Regions from separate parts of the Sus scrofa genome. Here region 1 is linked to region 2. A link is a contact called in public Hi-C data. All regions are on one chromosome and are shown on one strand. Each heading gives the region's core, a stretch centred on a gene start, on an enhancer-like site or on the middle of the called end of the contact. The rest is flanking DNA. Distances are from core to core; before and after follow the strand shown. Region 1 has its middle 65 kb from the start of TXNL1. Region 2 has its middle 200 kb from the start of TXNL1.

What was found. A called contact is a pair of places that touch in the nucleus more often than the background predicts.
Region 1: a Hi-C map of embryonic fibroblasts shows a contact between it and region 2, with 2.2 times the contacts expected there. The contact joins two enhancer-like sites. A contact is called at or near these places in 1 of 47 Hi-C or Micro-C datasets (embryonic fibroblasts) and 1 of 2 datasets of contacts at active chromatin or transcription factors (skeletal muscle).

The regions. Positions count from the first base shown.
Region 1 is chr1:105,946,602-105,950,759 of Sscrofa11.1, reverse strand. No RefSeq gene overlaps it. Among named protein-coding and RNA genes, the nearest start is that of TXNL1, 65 kb to the left of the region's middle. Within about 2 kb of position 2,244, at least 1 of the 83 cell types and tissues checked has an H3K27ac peak or open chromatin away from gene starts, as enhancers often do. A contact at or near this core is called in embryonic fibroblasts, where this site is marked.
Region 2 is chr1:105,811,580-105,815,704 of Sscrofa11.1, reverse strand. No RefSeq gene overlaps it. Among named protein-coding and RNA genes, the nearest start is that of TXNL1, 200 kb to the left of the region's middle. Within about 2 kb of position 2,359, at least 2 of the 83 cell types and tissues checked have an H3K27ac peak or open chromatin away from gene starts, as enhancers often do. A contact at or near this core is called in embryonic fibroblasts, where this site is marked.

The DNA of each region.
Region 1 (4,158 bases), core at 995-3,494, 140 kb before region 2:
CTAGCAAGCTAGGTGGAATAGAAGAAAAAAAATCGAGAGACGTTTCCTATTGACTCTAATTAAAGAATTTTTGCAAATCATTGCTCACACCTTGGGTTATACACTGTGCAATCTGCACTGGCTTTTAATTTTCTTTCAAGTGCAGTTCAAGGTGTGGATATTGATCTATAAACCCCTGATGGTTGATCCCTGGGTACCGAGCTACATCTCTTTGTGTACCATTGTGACAGCTGAGGTCAATTAGAGTGCTAGCTTACAATCCTCATATCTAAACACTGTGCAAAGCTGTCCTTGATAAAATGCCCCAGGCTCACCAGTCTCCTTTTCTGGACAGCCTGGGTCAGAAAGAATTGCAGAGCAAGGCCATTTAGCCAACATCTCCATCTACTTACCCATCTTCTCTTGGGTTGCTCTACCTTCTCAGGTTGGGGTACTAACCCTTTCTTAAACAGCTTAATTTATTTGACTCTGGGCATCATGACTAATTCTAGATGGGAATGTTTTTGGTGTCTATGGAGCACCCACAATGTCGATGTCAGTGCCACTCACAGGCATGGCCACCAACCAGTGGTATCACCAGGGAGTTTGTTAAATATGCAGATTCTTTTTTTTTTTTTTTTTTTTTGCTTTTTAGAGCCACACCTGTGGCGTATGGAGGTTCCCAGGCTAGGGGTCCAATTGGAGCTGCAGCTGCTGACCTACCCCATAGTCACAGCAATGCAGGATCCGAGCCTTGTCTGCGACCTATGCCAAAGCTCATGGGAATGCCAGATCCTTAACCCACTGAGCAAGGCCAGGGATCGAACCCACCTCATGGATACTAGTTGGGTTCATAACCTGCTGAGCCAAGACAGGAACTCCAAATATGCAAATTCTTGGGCCCCCATCCCGCACCTACAAAATCAGCAACTGTGGGATGGGGCGAGCACTTTGTATTTTAACAAGCCCTTGAGGTGATGCTGATAGACACTCAAGTTTAAGAACCACTGGTCCCTAAAGTCCCTATGATTTTAGGGACTGCTGGAACTCTCCCACACCTGCCTTGCTCCACACCATTCAAATCTCCCTCCACCTGTGACACACCTGAACTTTCATCCGACTAACATCTTTGCTACAGTTTAAGGCTCTGAGTCTTCTAAGACACAAATGCCTACGAGCACTTTAAGCTGTCATCAGGTGTTTATATCTTAGTATGAACAGTTTCATCCATTTCTAGTTTTACTAGAAAACTCAACTCAAGACTCTGACCTTCAGATGTGGAGGGATCCCTCTAGCTTTGGAGAGGAAGATGGTGCCACCAGGAGGGAGTACAGAGTAAAAACTGCCTTTGAGTTATACTTTCACTCCAGGTGAGATTTCTGTCTTGTTTATGTAAGACAATTTGCAGGGCAATGTCAAGAGGCTAAAAACTCTTGGGTGAAGAGCAAAAATAGTGAACAATTTAACATATTAAACAAAGAAGAGTCTTTGCTTAGAGTTGAAAAAGATGAGCCTGTGTGTCCCCAAAATGTTCATAACAAGGAAAAGACAATAACATGGGAAATGGAGTGGGACAAATATAACTGGGAATTATTGCTTGTCCAGAATTTTCTTAAAGGATACTTTGAAGGCTTTATCTCCACTCCAGAAAGAAAAAAGAAAAAGTCTATAATCAAATTTCAACCAATATTGCCATGGCTTGCCTCTTTTCGGGAGACCTGGGGAATTTATGTTTTTCTCATCGGATCTCATGGTGGAGCTGAGCAATTGTCTTCGAAGGAGATGGCTTGCCTGGTGGGCTGAGCACAGAAAACAGAGACGGGGAACCTGGCTTTCTTAATCTCAACTCTGTCATCCATTCAGCCAAGCCTGGGGCGCATCTCTTAACTAGGCTGTGGCTGTTTCATCCCTGTAAACCAGGAATAAAAACATTCACCTGCCCCTCGGGGGGACTCTGGGGGACTGACTGGCAGATGACAGGACTGCCCTTTATGTTTTCAATGAGCCACATAAAAGCTGTTTTGCTGGTTGGGGCACTCTTTTGTCTGGTTTCTTGCAGAGCAACCTTTAATGACGCTTTAGAAAATCAATTCCGTTTGTAAACTCTATCAAGTAATCACATGGAACTTGAAGCTTTAACTTCTGAAACTGAAGTTGCACAATAGGAAATTGCCAAATGTGGATATTATAGGAATTTGAACATGCTGAACGTGGCCTTGTGTTGGATAATAATGGTATTGAGGAATGTGCAGCTGTTTGTATGGGAGAGAGCAGTCCCAGCCCTTGGAGAACCAGGAATGGCAGGAACTGCCTCTAACTATTGTAATCTACAAGATTATCCCATTAATCATATTTGTCTCTGGGAGTACCTTCCTTCTCACTCGAAGTGTTGTTTTTCCCCTGATGCATCACGTGTAAGAAAGCCTCTCATTGAAGGCATTACAGGGACACATTTCAAAATGTTTTTAAATACAAGATGAGTTTTAGCTGCCAATAAAAGACAAGTTAATGGCACCCATTGAAACCCTGTGTGATGACGTTTTTTTGTTTTTTCTTTCTTAGGTTTTTTTTTTTTTTTTTTTTTTTTTTTTGTCTTTTGTCTTTTGTCTTTTGAGGGCTGCACCTGTGGCATATGGAGGTTCCCAGGCTAGGGGTCCAGTCAGAGCTACAGCTGCCGGCCTACACCACAGCCACAGCAGTGCCAGATTCAAGCTGTGTCTGTGACCTACGCCATAGCTCACAGCAACACCAGATCCTTACCCCACTGAGCAAAGTCAAGGATCCAACCCGCAACCTCATGGTTCCTAGTCGTATTTGTTTCTGCTATGCCACAACGGGAACTCCTTTTTCTTTTTTTTAACCTACAATATATTATCATTGCTAAGATCTGGAACACTTTGGTCTTTTCCTTAGGTAGTTCTGCTGCCTGCATTCTTTTTGTTTTGTTTTGTTTTTGGCAGCACCTGTAGTATGTAAAAGTTCCTGGGCTTGGGATCAAACTTGCGCCACAGCAGCCACCAGACTGGCTGCAATTACAATGCTGGATCCTTACCCTGCTGCACCACAATTGAACTCCTGCTGCCTGCCTTCTTTTTTTTTTTTTTTTTTCTTTTTACATCTGCACCTGTGGCGTATGGAATTTCCCAGGCTAGGGGTTGAATTGGAGCTGCAGCTGAGGCCTATGTCACAGCCACAGCAACACCCAATCTGCGAGCTATGCTGCAGCTTTTGGCAATGCTGCATCCTTAACCCACTGAGTGAGGTCAGGGATTGAACTAGGATCCTTGTGGATACTATGTCAGGTTCTTTTTTTTTTTTTTTTTTTTTTTTTGTCTTTTTGCTATTTCTTGGGCCGCTCCCGCGGCATATGGAGGTTCCCAGGCTAGGGGTCGAATCAGAGCTGTAGCTATTGGCCTACGCCAGAGCCACAGCAACGTGGGATCTGAGCCGCGTCTGCAACTTACACCACAGCTCACGGCAACGCCGGATCGTTAACCCACTGAGCAAGGGCAGGGACCGAACCCGCAACCTCATGGTTCCTAGTCGGATTCGTTAACCACTGCGCCACGACGGGAACTCCCTATGTCAGGTTCTTAACCCACTGAGCCACAATGGGAACTCTTGCCTGCATTCTTAACCAAACAAAATGGCTGTGTGTGCCAGGACTGTGGGCCAGGGGAGGGGAGTGAGCGGTGTCTTCCCTTTTTTCCACCCAGAATTCAACAAGACCTGGGAGATGCAGATTAGTCTGGGGACAAAAATTAAAAGCACATTTTGAAAATGAGATTCAGATGCACAAGCATGGGATGATAGATTTTTATTAATGACATAACATCGGAGACATTAGCCCAGTTGTAGCAGTGTTTCAAGGCCCAGGCAGCTTCCTCTTCAGCAGCTGGTGTGACTTTTCATGCTGCTTCTGCAGCTTTCCCTACCGAGAAGCTATACAAATTTTAGGGTATGTGTGTTTCATCTCAATAGCTGTATAAGAATATGGTCCTAGTCTGATCCAAGGAATCAAAAATATGCTGTATGCGTTGGCATGTGTCTCTGTAATGAATCTAAGAGCTGAATATTTTCTCCCCCCCACACACACCCCATTCATACAATAGATTTTAATATAGATCAGGGCTAAAGACCAAATCCCGACAGGAATGGAAAAAAAATAATAAATTGATT
Region 2 (4,125 bases), core at 1,110-3,609:
GCCACTGCTAATCTCCCAGGCATTGAAAAGATTTATATAACTGAAGTAGGAACAATGTGCTGGCCCTCCAGATCTGCTTCCAGGAAAACCCCGAGGACATCTCTTTCTGCAGTGTTGGCACCCAAAACCACCCCACTCCCAGCAGATATTGGGAGTGTGTGGTTGGTGGGGCTGGGTCTCAGCAAAGCAGCAGGAACAAACAGAGGCAAAGTTGAGAAGGAAGTGCAGGTCATTCTTGCTCCCTCTTCTGTGTCCTTCCTGTGGTGGTCACCCTCTCTCACCCACAAACACAAAGCCCCCACCGGCCTTGCCCTTCTTCAAGGGGGTCCCCTATCCTTCCCTTCTCCCAAGTCACCATTTCCCTTCCTGTTTCCCTCCTTCCAGATCACAGCAGTCAGCTGCATGTCTCCAGGGTCAAGGCCATAAGGAATTCACATGAAAATACCAATACGTATGAGCAGGTTACTGTGTGGCCTCCTCCCAAACTTTCTATGAGAAATAAGAAAGTTGGGCAACCAAAATGCATCTCTAGAGCAGTATTTCAGCTATGGCACCTGAAATGTCTGTGTGTGTGTGTGTGTGTGTGTGTGTGTGTGTGTGTGTGTGTAGAAGGGGTGGGTGTATTTGGCAGAAGGAGAGAGAGAGAATTAATTCTTATAGGAGCATTCTCAGGGAGCCAATGCATTGATTCAGCATTATTTAACCAACTCCTTAATTCATTTCTGTGTCTTGTGTATGTTTATTCAGTGGTACCTCTTTTAGCTCCATAACAATTGGGCCTCCTTTTGATATAAATGATGCTGAGGCTGTGTGATGCTCCTGGGTCAGTGGTTTTGCACAGGCTGCTGTGCCACTTCAGTGAAATAATCAGTCATTTAAGTCAATAATTGGTTTGAGATTCCTTTGTACTATCAACTAAGTGTGCAGAGCCTAAGCAAGGAGTGGCTGTCTCTGTAAACTGCTGAGTCCCTAGCATAACCCTATGTATAAAGAAGAGCTTAGCTAGCTAAACACGTGTCTTTTTCAATGATGAAAATGGTTTTTGAAGCGACCATGTAAAATATTGCAGGTGAAAGTGAGTGGTATTATTTTGTATGTTTGTATGACCTGACCTGTTTGTAAAAGAAATAGCTCAGAGTTCCTAATCTGTTGGGAAGTCAATCTGTTATGGTATTCAAAACATATGTTTCTGTTTATTTCATTACATTTGCTTACTTGGAACACTGAGTGAAATCTGTAGGATTTAGAAGTGATTATAGAGCTGTATAGTAGCAAACTTTATGATTTTCATTTTTGATTCTCTCATGTAAAAGAATCCAAAGGTTCCTTAAATAGAGTTTATTCTAAGTTCACCCATTCGTTCCTTTCATGAAGAGCATTAATTCCATGGAATGCTTTGTGTTGGAGTTTTCTGTAAGGAAGGGAAAATGGCTAAATTCCAGTTTCCCCACCCAAGTGTGAATCTCTAAAATGATGGTGTTCAGGTTCAGAATTAAAACAAACAAACAATGTGACAATGAAATGGTGGAAAAAATGCTAATAATTCTCAATGTCCATAACTTGAGGGGAGGTATTTTTATATAAATATCATTATGATTTGTTTCAGTTTTTATAATAGTCACATTTTTTTTGTTATTTTTATGATTTTCTAAGATGTGCAATGTCTGTGTGAAAATTTCTTCCCATATTGAAACCTTTTGGTAATTTCCTTCTTTTGAACACTTTCATTCAGATAAATATTAAAATGTTAAATGAAAGAAAGGGATAGAGAAGTTCTAGGCCAGAGAATTATAGGGCTAGGGAAAGAAAGATGCCATTCCAGAATTCAATAGTCTAAACCCCAGTCAGTTAAACTAATATTAAAGTGGAAGGAAGGGAACACTAGAACTGCTTACACTATTTTCATCCCAGAATTCCTGTTCCCATGAATATTTAGCTTTCCTGGACTCAGGAATCAATCTGATTTTTACTTTGAGGAAACACATACCATATATGTCCTGAAAAGCACAAATGCAAATTCACTGAACCTACCCCCCTTACTGAACCCCCTTATTGAATCCCCGTGTATAGCAATCAAATTGGAAATCCAGGTCTATTACATGCACATGTAATATTTCTAGAGTATATCAAATTCCATCCTATATCAAATTTTTTCCTCGAGTTCCTAGAAATTTAATATAAGCAAGTTTCACTCTATTTGAAAAGAACATGATGCAATATAATGTGTTTTTCAATGAATAGAACTCTTGGTAATTCCATTTATGTTCAGAATTTCTTAAAGGTGACTCACTTCGTAGAGGCTTCACATCAGAGTTCAGTTCTGAGAACTTCCCTGGGTAACATTCTTTTTGGCATGAAAAAAATGAGGAAAATCAGAATTTTGGTGATTCATATACAGTGATTCAAAAAACAGGAGTTCCCTTCGTGGCTCGGTGGTTAATGAAACTGACTAGGATCCATGAGGATGGGGGTTCCATCCCTGGCCTTGCTCAGTGGGTTAAGGATCCGGTGTTGCCATGAGCTCTGGTGTAGGTTGCAGGTGTGGCTTGGATCTGGTGTTGCTGTGGCTGTGGTGTAGGCTGGCAGCTGCAGCTCTGATTTGACCCCTAGCCTGAGAACCTCCATATGCAGAGGGTGTGGCCTTAAAAAGCAATAAAGTAAAATAACCATGATGCATTCCAGTTAAGTAGGGAGGGGTGATATATTTGAGAGACCAAGAAAGGTCTTGATTCAGAGTTAAATGTATGACCATCTACCAGACAGGGAGTTTCTCATCAGTGGGAACTTTATATCCCCACATAGGCCCCCATACAGCAAGCACTTAGACTTGGCTCAATTAATAAGTCAACTGGTTATAGGGCTTTGATCATGGCACAGAGGAAGCTTAAAATTCATCACTTCCTTCTGCTTTCATGGGGCCTTTTTTTTTTTTTTTCATCAATACCTGTAATTGGAAGTTTCCTTCAATAATCCAAAATTGTTATTTTCTATTGCTTTGCATTTTCTTCCAGTGTTTCTTTTTAATTTTTTTTTTTAGATAACTAATCTCTGGTTCTAGTTAGTTTTCATTTTTATACACACATCTATATATCATGTAACTCTGATTATGGTTATTGTTAAATAAAATATACTGTTATATCCTATATTCAGCATCCTCTGAGTAGTAAACCGGGCCTGTTAAAAATGATATGCATTCATTAAAGAAATTCCATTTAAAATCTTGGAAAGCCTACATTAAGAATACTTTCTCGTATCACTCTGTCAATCTTTCTTGCACCTGTTAGCATGTTTAGAAAATGGCTTTTTATAATTCACTCATCTTATTGCAAGTGGAAGAAGATTCACAAAAGTAATTCTGATTATTCAAATTGTTTTGTAAAACATAAAATTAAGAACATATCCTATAATAAGCACTAATAAACTTAGCAACTAGATATAAATAAAGTATAGGTTATAAAGTATTCTAATATGATGGAAAAGAGTTATAGGCTCTTCTAATTATGCTTGCTGAATGTAAACAGTTTCTGAGATAGTTTTCACTATTTTTAGCACTTGAAATCTTGACGCTTTCTTGGATTTACCAGTAGGATTGGTATGGCTTCCGTCATTACAGTTCTTGTTTTTTAACTCCCCAGCGCGTAATAAACCCATGAACTCCATTAACTGTAATCGATATGCGTGCAAGTATGTAAAGGCCTTTCTTCGGCCCTCTCACTGCCTCAAACGAGAAACCAAAATGAGTATGACGCCAAGTCCCATGCAAGTAATCAGGTACGCCATTTTTCATTTGGAAAGAAGTCCTCTCCAATAATGGAAACGCCGAGAGAGGTTATTACAATAATAAATGAGTTGGCAGGGTGATTTATGCTTGAAACAAATGTACCTTCTGATGGAATCCTCTTTAATTCCTTATAAATCCTGGGTTTAGTGGACAGGGTCTGATGCTGGGATTCCATCCGTTCAGTGCCCACAGTATTTTGAATTCACGTGGTCCCCTATTGTGTGGACCAAACAGCTGTTTTCAATAGTCTCCCCGGCAGGTATCTGTTTAGGGATTAGTAATGCTTCACAGGGTCGTACATCACAAGAAATGGATGTGTAATTACATTAACTGTGTTTCATCTC